Linked DNA regions of Rattus norvegicus: region 1 is linked to region 2. The links are chromatin contacts, called in public Hi-C maps. All regions are on one chromosome and are shown on one strand. The core of a region is the stretch at or near the end of the contact, and the rest is flanking DNA. Distances in the headings are between cores, read along the strand shown.

The links. A called contact is a pair of places that touch in the nucleus more often than the background predicts.
Region 1: a Hi-C map of Schwann cells shows a contact between it and region 2, with 8 times the contacts expected there. The contact joins two enhancer-like sites. A contact is called at or near these places in 4 of 12 Hi-C or Micro-C datasets (the A7r5 cell line, Schwann cells, mammary epithelial cells and 1 more).

What each region holds. Positions count from the first base shown.
Region 1 is chr9:82,867,380-82,871,242 of GRCr8, forward strand. No RefSeq gene overlaps it. Among named protein-coding and RNA genes, the nearest start is that of Tns1, 280 kb to the right of the region's middle. Within about 2 kb of position 2,287, at least 5 of the 93 cell types and tissues checked have an H3K27ac peak or open chromatin away from gene starts, as enhancers often do. A contact at or near this core is called in Schwann cells, where this site is marked.
Region 2 is chr9:82,332,368-82,336,277 of GRCr8, forward strand. The region is part of intron 2 of LOC134480294 (a long non-coding RNA gene); the gene reads left to right. Among named protein-coding and RNA genes, the nearest start is that of Pincl, 110 kb to the right of the region's middle. Within about 2 kb of position 1,749, at least 15 of the 93 cell types and tissues checked have an H3K27ac peak or open chromatin away from gene starts, as enhancers often do. A contact at or near this core is called in Schwann cells, where this site is marked.

The DNA of each region.
Region 1 (3,863 bases), core at 1,037-3,536, 540 kb after region 2:
GTGGGGCATCTGGCAGACAAGTAAGGATATGGGCCTGCAGGCACAGCCAGCTTTCTGCCCGGAGGATGCTAGGATAGATGGATGGACGAGCAGCAGAGGGACATGCTGCTCCTGCTTTCTGGGAAAGTCTAGAGAGCAAAAGTTCCACCTCAGCTTCTTACACATTCCTAATCTTAAGAAGGCAGGGTCTTCTTTCTGAACAGAGGATAGGAAGTATCCATCCCAGAGAGAGAGATTCATGCTGGAACAGTGAGGTGGGTGTGCACAACCCCTGTTCTACTGAGCGGTGTGGTCTTAGACTCAGTTTTTCCAGCCCTCAGTTTTTCCATCTGTAAGATAGGAATTTTTATCATTTCACCTGGTTGTAGGTACCTCCTGTCTAGTGTATACATAGTGCTCAGAAAAGGAAGGAAGGAAGGAAGGAAGGGAGGGAGAGAGGAAGGAAGGAAAGAAGGAAAGGGGGAGGGAGGGAGAGGGGAGGGAGGGGGAGGAAGGGAGGGAAGAAAAAGGTGACTACAGATGTTCTAGGCCACCCTGGTCTTCAAGCTCTCTTTACCTTGCCTCTCTCCTCTCCTGTGATCCCTGGGTATGCCTCTCCCATGGCCTCTGCTTTAAAAAGACGTGACATTCCTGCATCTCTGTGGAAGACAGACTCCTCCCGTCTTTAAAAGAACAGGGCACGCACGAGCTGTGCCCCCAGCATTTAGCAGATGGCAGGCAGAGTTTGGAGCCCTGTGGAGCTCACACGTGGAGCATCCGGGTGCTGCTCCCCCAGGGTGCTGCTCCCCCACTGCTTATCACATGAGAAGTGTGGTTCGATCGAGCTGCCCTGAGCTTAGATGGGGATAAAGTTGTACCTAATCGTCAGAGATGAGCAATGGCGAGGCAGACAGTAGCTTATATTCCTAGTTACAATCCTAGAGTGAGTACCCTTCACCCGTCCAGTCTTTATTCTTCAATCAGCTAACCTGCAATCGGAAGGAAACAGAGTCCCAACGTAGAAATAGGAAAGGTGACCATTCCAAGCCTTTTCAGGCCATAAGACCCCAACGCTCTCACTTTTCCAATGGAGAAAGTGCTTTCTGGAGAGAAGAGACTTGCCGGGGTTGTATGGGTAGTCCGGGAATCCCACAGGGATCCAGTAGAGTCCTCCCATCAACCCCCGGGGGGCGAAAGTCAGACATAGGGGGTGCGGGGGGGGGGGGTAGAGGAAGGGAGCATCTCACGTTCCTTAATAGGCTGGAGCAGTCCACCCACTCTCAAAACTGGCTCAAGAAGCAGCTAAGAATGGATCTTGAAAACCATTTACGCTCGCCCACCGTGCCTGCCCTCCCATGGACCTTATCCCTGAGGCTCTGAGTCACCTGCTGGGCCCAAGGAACGGAGGTGAGAGTTCAGATGGTCTCTGAATAAGCGCGCGGGGGGGGGGGGGCGGCATTCTGTCAGAAAAGGGGCTCAGAGTGCCAGTCTAATCCATGCCATTCTGACAGACAAGGTTGTGTGTAAGCAGCTTCGGTTTTAAAAGATTAGGAGGCAAGTACTGGAGTGGAAAGAAACCTTACTGAGTCAGTTCCACCGACAGTACCACACTGCCCTCTGCTGGTCAGATGAGAGAAGGCATAGAGGCTGGATGAATCACACTGAGACCCTGTGTGGATCACAGGATTTCTTACCTCCTTTTCTAAGGTGAAACAGAGATACGGGGAGTTATGGAGGGCTGCTTCCATCCTCAGAAACCCATGCTGTCTTCAAGCAACACAGACTTCCCTCAGTGCCTGGCACCAAGGACATCCCCTCCTGACTCTATGTCTTTGCAATGTGCCAGCCTTTGAACCTCTAGTTTCCTATTCCAAAGCCAGTGCTTAGAACCCAGAGCACTCAATATCCTGCATGACTTACTCTGCCTTCTTTGCACTAGAATAAGATGTCATATCTAAACTTGGGGACATTTTCCTTTCCAGTCGCTGAGGACAGCCCCCAGGCTAAGGAAGACACATCCTGCTTGAGCTAAGGGACAAGAAAGGGTCCTCATCTCTGGGATGAACCCAAGGCCCTCGAACTTCCAGAAGCATTGAGCATCAGCTCCATAGCAACCTAGGAAAGAGATAGCAAAGGCCAGAACCCATCCCTGCAGCTTGAGTGTTTTCACCCTGTCCCCATGGTAACAAACCTTCCCCCATGCTCCCATGTCCTGCCCTTTGCACACTGGGTAGTTCAGAGCAGCACACCCTGCAGCTGGCTGACCAGCTTCCAGGCATGGGCTCAACTTGGGCCATAGTTTCCCGAACCCCTGTGCAGACTCAGGAGCCACTGCAGCTGACAGGACTACGTGACAAGAGTGATTCACACACCGCCACCCTGACCATCTTTCTCTCTCTCTTCCTCTCTCTCAGCCATCACAAAAGTCTCAACACAGAGCAGCATTGTCCCCAGGGTCAGGAGGGGCTGGAAACCAAAGGGAACTGAGAAGACAAGCCTGGAAAGGGATGGTTTGCCAGACGACGCATGCGCCTCCTCGTGCCGGCCAAGCCCACTTCCTGCCTGTCTCCAGCTTCATAGCTCAAGTTTATATCTCCATCCCAGAAAACCCACTTGGGCTTGGCTTGTTGGCATCTCCCACTTTCTACTCTCTGCCTCGCCCTGCGTTGCTCTGAAAATTGTGCACAGGCTATTTCCTTTTTCTTCTCCAGCGCATTCTTCTTTAAAGCCTGTAAGATAAAAACAACGTCCTGAAAATGCTGCCTTTAAGGGTGCCCGTCCTCTCTCTTCTGTTCCCTACACCTAACCAAATCTGCTGTGATTGGTCGGTGTGAGCAAGGCCCTCTGCAGCAGGGAGCGATGGTAGATGAAGGAGAATCTGGGGGAGTCTTGATGGGGTATGACAAAGGCAGGGTGATGGTACAGTGACGAATTGGGGACATTACTCCAGTTCTCTCCATAGTCCGTGACTATGACGATTGTCAACCATAGATTGTTGAGAATAAATCTCTAGTTAAATAAACACCGGGGACCAGAAAAGGCCTTAGGAGGCCAAGCATTTCATTCACTGAGAAGCGGATCCTCAGCCAGAGCAGACCAGAGGTTGGCAAATCCGTCTGCACCTGTGCGAAACAGCTCAACTCCTTAGAAAGCTCTTTGGACATCAGCTCAAAAATCTACCCCCAGCACCAAACTGTAAAGGGGGCCAGCCTTCTCCACTCTTCTTGGTATCCGTGCCCTTTATGTGCAGTCTAGACATTTGGAGCTTATGTTACAACTTACTCAGGTTAAATGTGATGCCATGCCATTAACGCGCCTGAGCTCGGAGGGGCTTCTCATTCTCCCCAGATCAAACCCCATCTCCTCTTAAGAAGATGGATAAACAAGGAAAACTGGTTCCTCTTAGCTTCTGCCACCTGTGAGCAAATAAGTGCAGACCACCTGGTGACTGATTGCTGAGAGCTAGGGAACAAACCCCAGCCCAGGGCTGTAGACCCACCCAGCTGAGCCCCATCCAAATTACCAGCTCTCAGAATCACAGACTAAATCCATGACTATTGCTTTTGTCAGTAAATTAATGGGTGTTTACCTACCTACGAAAAAGGAGGAAAGGGATACATCCCATCTAAGCCCCCTACGGCTGTGCTAGATACAGAAGAGTCTTGTCCCTCCTGTGTGAGGAGGGCCCTTTAAATAGGAAAGTAAGTCTCTTTGCCTCTAAGTCTCAGCATGGCTCCTGGGGGGGGGGTCATCCAAGCTAGCTCCCTCCTCGAAGGAAAAGTCATGCACCCAGGTGGCCTTTACCCTTTCCACTACTTAGTGCCTGCCCAGTAGCAACATCAGAAGAATTCCTCCGGTGTCAGCATCCTCCAGTGACACCCTGT
Region 2 (3,910 bases), core at 499-2,998:
CTAACAGCTCGGAGCTCGTCCAGTGAGAGGACATTTGAAAGCTGCTATCTCAGTGTGATTCTCACTCACATCTGTTTTTCATGCCTTTCCAAAATGGGGATTGCATTTGCTTCCCCGTTGCTGTAGGAAGGTGAAGGGCAAAATCTAAAATTAGGAATCCAAATGAACGGAGCATACACTTGTCCCTCAACGTTGTAGGTTGGCTTCTTATTCTTGATTTATTTTAGGAGAAAAATATTATTAGCCAATGGGTCAGGGGAGACAGCTTGAGGAAGCAACTGTAGAAGTCAATTGGAAGACAGGCAAATGAGGGCCAGGGTAGGAAAGTCATCCCAGTGTGTTTATTGCTAATAGATGATTCCAGACTTCCTCTCTTAATGGGGGGATGTGTGGAAATCTGCTTGTCCATTGAAAGGAGGGGACCCAGAATTCCTAAAGAGGGAAAAAAGCCAGAGGAGAGTGAAGCAGGTGTTTCCTGCTACCCAACCCTCAGAGGGACACTCAGCCCTGGGAGGGAGTTTTCCACACCCTGAAAATTGAGGAAGCCATACTATTCCATCAGCCTAATTTAGTGGTCAGACTCACAGTCGCCAACACAGCTTCTTCTCCTCTTTCTCCCCTGTCTCTAAGCCTCAGAGGTGTGAGAGACAAGCGAAACCTCCTCCATTCTCTGGGGTCCCTTTCCACACCTGGAATACATAGCAACTGTAGGTTCTTCTTATTGAATGGGTAAAAGGTAGCTTTTGGTTTTGAGAATTCTTTCTGTTTTGTCTATTTATCTTCCTGGATGCCCTGGTAAGAGCTTTTCAGTTTCCTTATATCCTGGGTCTCATCTGCTTTAAAAACAAACCACAAGGAAACAAATCCCTCCAATCAAAATAAAACAAAATAAAACTTGCCCATATCAATCAATCTTCATTTACTTTCTTCCTTTCTATATTGTTTCCTCCCTCCCTTCCTTCCTTCCTTTCTTTTTTTTTTGTACTTAATGTGAATATTCATACCCAAACCCAATATGTACTTTCCTCACTCAAAAGTATATTAAGAGGTAGGCCCAAATTTGGGGTACAATATTGCTGTGAACTTGCACAGTACACTCCCTAAAGTCATTTGGCTGAGCTCCTCTAAACCCAGTGAGCAAACTAAGAAACTCGTGACTTAGAAATATTTATGTTACATTGTGATGGTCGTCCATTGTATCTTTTTAAGTATCTGTGAGCCTGCCTACGCTTTCCCTCCTTTATTCTCTTTCTCTTCCCTCTGTCCACTGTGCATGTCTCTTTTTCCTTCCTAACAGTGAGTCATCCAGGGGGAAAAACTCATGTACGTGAGTGTGTTTCGTGTACCCTCCCAAATTTAAAAACAAAAAAAATTTAGTAGTTCCCTCACAAATTTTTTTTAAACTAGGGGAGCTGGGTCATTGGGCGATGTAGAGAAGACAGCATATATCACCCAGATGTTGGTCTACAGTGGCCCAAACATCAGGCTTTGGGGAGACAATTGGAAGACACAATGCTTCTTTCAGGGCAGACAGCTGCTCACGGCCCCATGGCCCCTCTCCCTGTGTGTGTGTGTGTCTATCCCTTTCAAGCCTTTTTGTGGTCAAGTCATAAAGGCCTGTTTAGTGGGTGGGATGACGTCACACTGACCACAAAAGCTTATATTTCCTGCTACTAAATACACAGCCCCTGCTGACGAAGTGGTCATTACAGAGCGAGCTTGTTCTGTCTAGGTCACTCCGAGTGGGGATAAAGGCACTGGGGGCAGGGGGCCTGTTGAGAAAGCAGAGCCATTATTCCCAAGTGTGTCTGCTGGCCTGCTGATTCTCATCTTGTTGGAACTAAAAGATGAAAATAGAAGTCCCTTTGTGCTTCCTGGGGCTCTTTCTCAGGAAGGATGCAGGAGCATACTGGGCGGCCACATGGCAGAGAGAAAGGACCAGATGAAATCCAGGTCGTTGATTCTGATCTCTCATTTCTATGCAGAGCGATTCTACCTCTCTGCCTCTGAGCACAGCAGTCTCCATTTTACAAAAGAGAAAAGGATTTTATGCAGGGATCGAATGAGATCATGTGACTGAAAGTGAGATATTTTATTACTCGGATGCAAACCTCATTTCTTCATGGTCCTTATTATTATATAATAATATATAATATATATTAAAATACATGTGGGACATATAGTGACTGTGGTCTTTCCTTTTTGAATGTGTAAAACATACCTTTGGGTTTTGAGAATTCTTTTTGTTTTTGTCTATTTTCCAGGAGTAAGTAGTAAAGAGCATTCTCTTTGTTTTTGACAGTTCAATACATATCTATATAACAAATGATGTTTGTGTTCACTGTATCACCCTCTTCTATGCCTCTTCTCTCCTTTAGCTCTGGGCCCTTTCTTTTTCCTACCTTCTGTCCTAGTGTCTACACTATTAAAGAAAATAGCATCCCACCTTCCGAGGATCATGGATAGTTATTAGCCCCTCAGGAAGTGATGAGAGCTTTCTGAGGAGGGGGACAGACACATCCTTTATCAATGGTGGGAGTTAAAGGTCCAATCTTATGTGGCTTTCTTGTGACAATGTCAAATCTTGGTGACAGTGTTACAAATTAAATGAGGAAACTTTCCAAGTTGCAGCTAAGAAGCCAAGACCTCAGAGCAACAGAGCAGGAAGAGAATGGACCAATGAGACATCATGGAAGCAGTGGTCTGGGGTTGGGTCTAGAAGTGTGTAAGATTTCAGCAGAGAGCAGTAGATTAAAGGTGACAAGGTAAGGAGCCACACCCATGAGCCCCTACATGTCGCCTGGCATTACAGCAGCATGTGGCATGCTCAGTGTCAGTTTCTGGCATCTGAACTGCACATGAAACGAAATCACACAGCTACAACTTTTAAATATTTCCCACAATCAGACTAATTTCAACATTGTCAGAAGCAGAAAACCACTGTTTAGCCAAGATCCTACGGAATTTTTCCTAGCCTCAGCTCTGAGCTTAGACAAAGAAGGGCTCAAATTCCCATGCTTTCCTTTCTTTAAGCCTTCCCTCTGCCCCATCTTGAAGGACTATTATGCACAGGACCATAAACCCCAAAAGGACTTTGATACCAGTCTCTGCGGTGATTAGAGAAGGGATCTGTTGCTGTTCTCCATGTAACAGGTGAGAGGGACCATTATCTGCCTAGCCTAGCTGCTTCCAGGTTTTTGTGGACCAAGGTTATTTAGGTTGGTTCTCTAAGAAAACGAAAACTTGAAAACCTGTATTCCCTTTACCCATGGTAGATAATAGATGTATCTACCATGCATCTATCGGGGATATGTTTCCTGGCAAGTCCCCTGGCTAATTTAGGGGCCTCTCTTAGGCCCCTAAAGTTATGTCTGATACCATATATACCCCTGTTCTGAAGCCATGGCACCTGCTGTGTCTCAGCAGCTCCCCCATAAACTGCCAGCTCCTGGCACAGACATTAGCTCTGTTACCCGTGTTTCCCCTGGAACACATTAGATGAGCTGCTGGCAGGGACTACAACTATTGTTCTCATTTCCTAATTTTAAAAAAGTGTGTGTTTGGCGACAGAGGGAAGGCAAGCCAGGCAGGCAGCTTCAGAGTCTTGCTGTAGGGGAGACGGTCCTGGGTACTCGCTTGAAGTGTTTCGGGGGCAGGGGTCCCAGAAGCTGAAGTGACATTCAGAAGAAGACGGATGATACTGGGATCATCCCTGTATCCCCAGGGTCATCTCTGGAAACAGCTAGGAGAGAGAGTCACAAGTTGTAGCATACTATTAAGCTAATAAAAGTGTCAAAAAATAAGAAAACATAAAGACACTGATGCCTGGAACTGGGGAAAAACAAAGGTTTTGAAAATGATCATGAAGACTGTTGGCAGAAGCCAAGTTAACTGTCCACAGTATTATTTT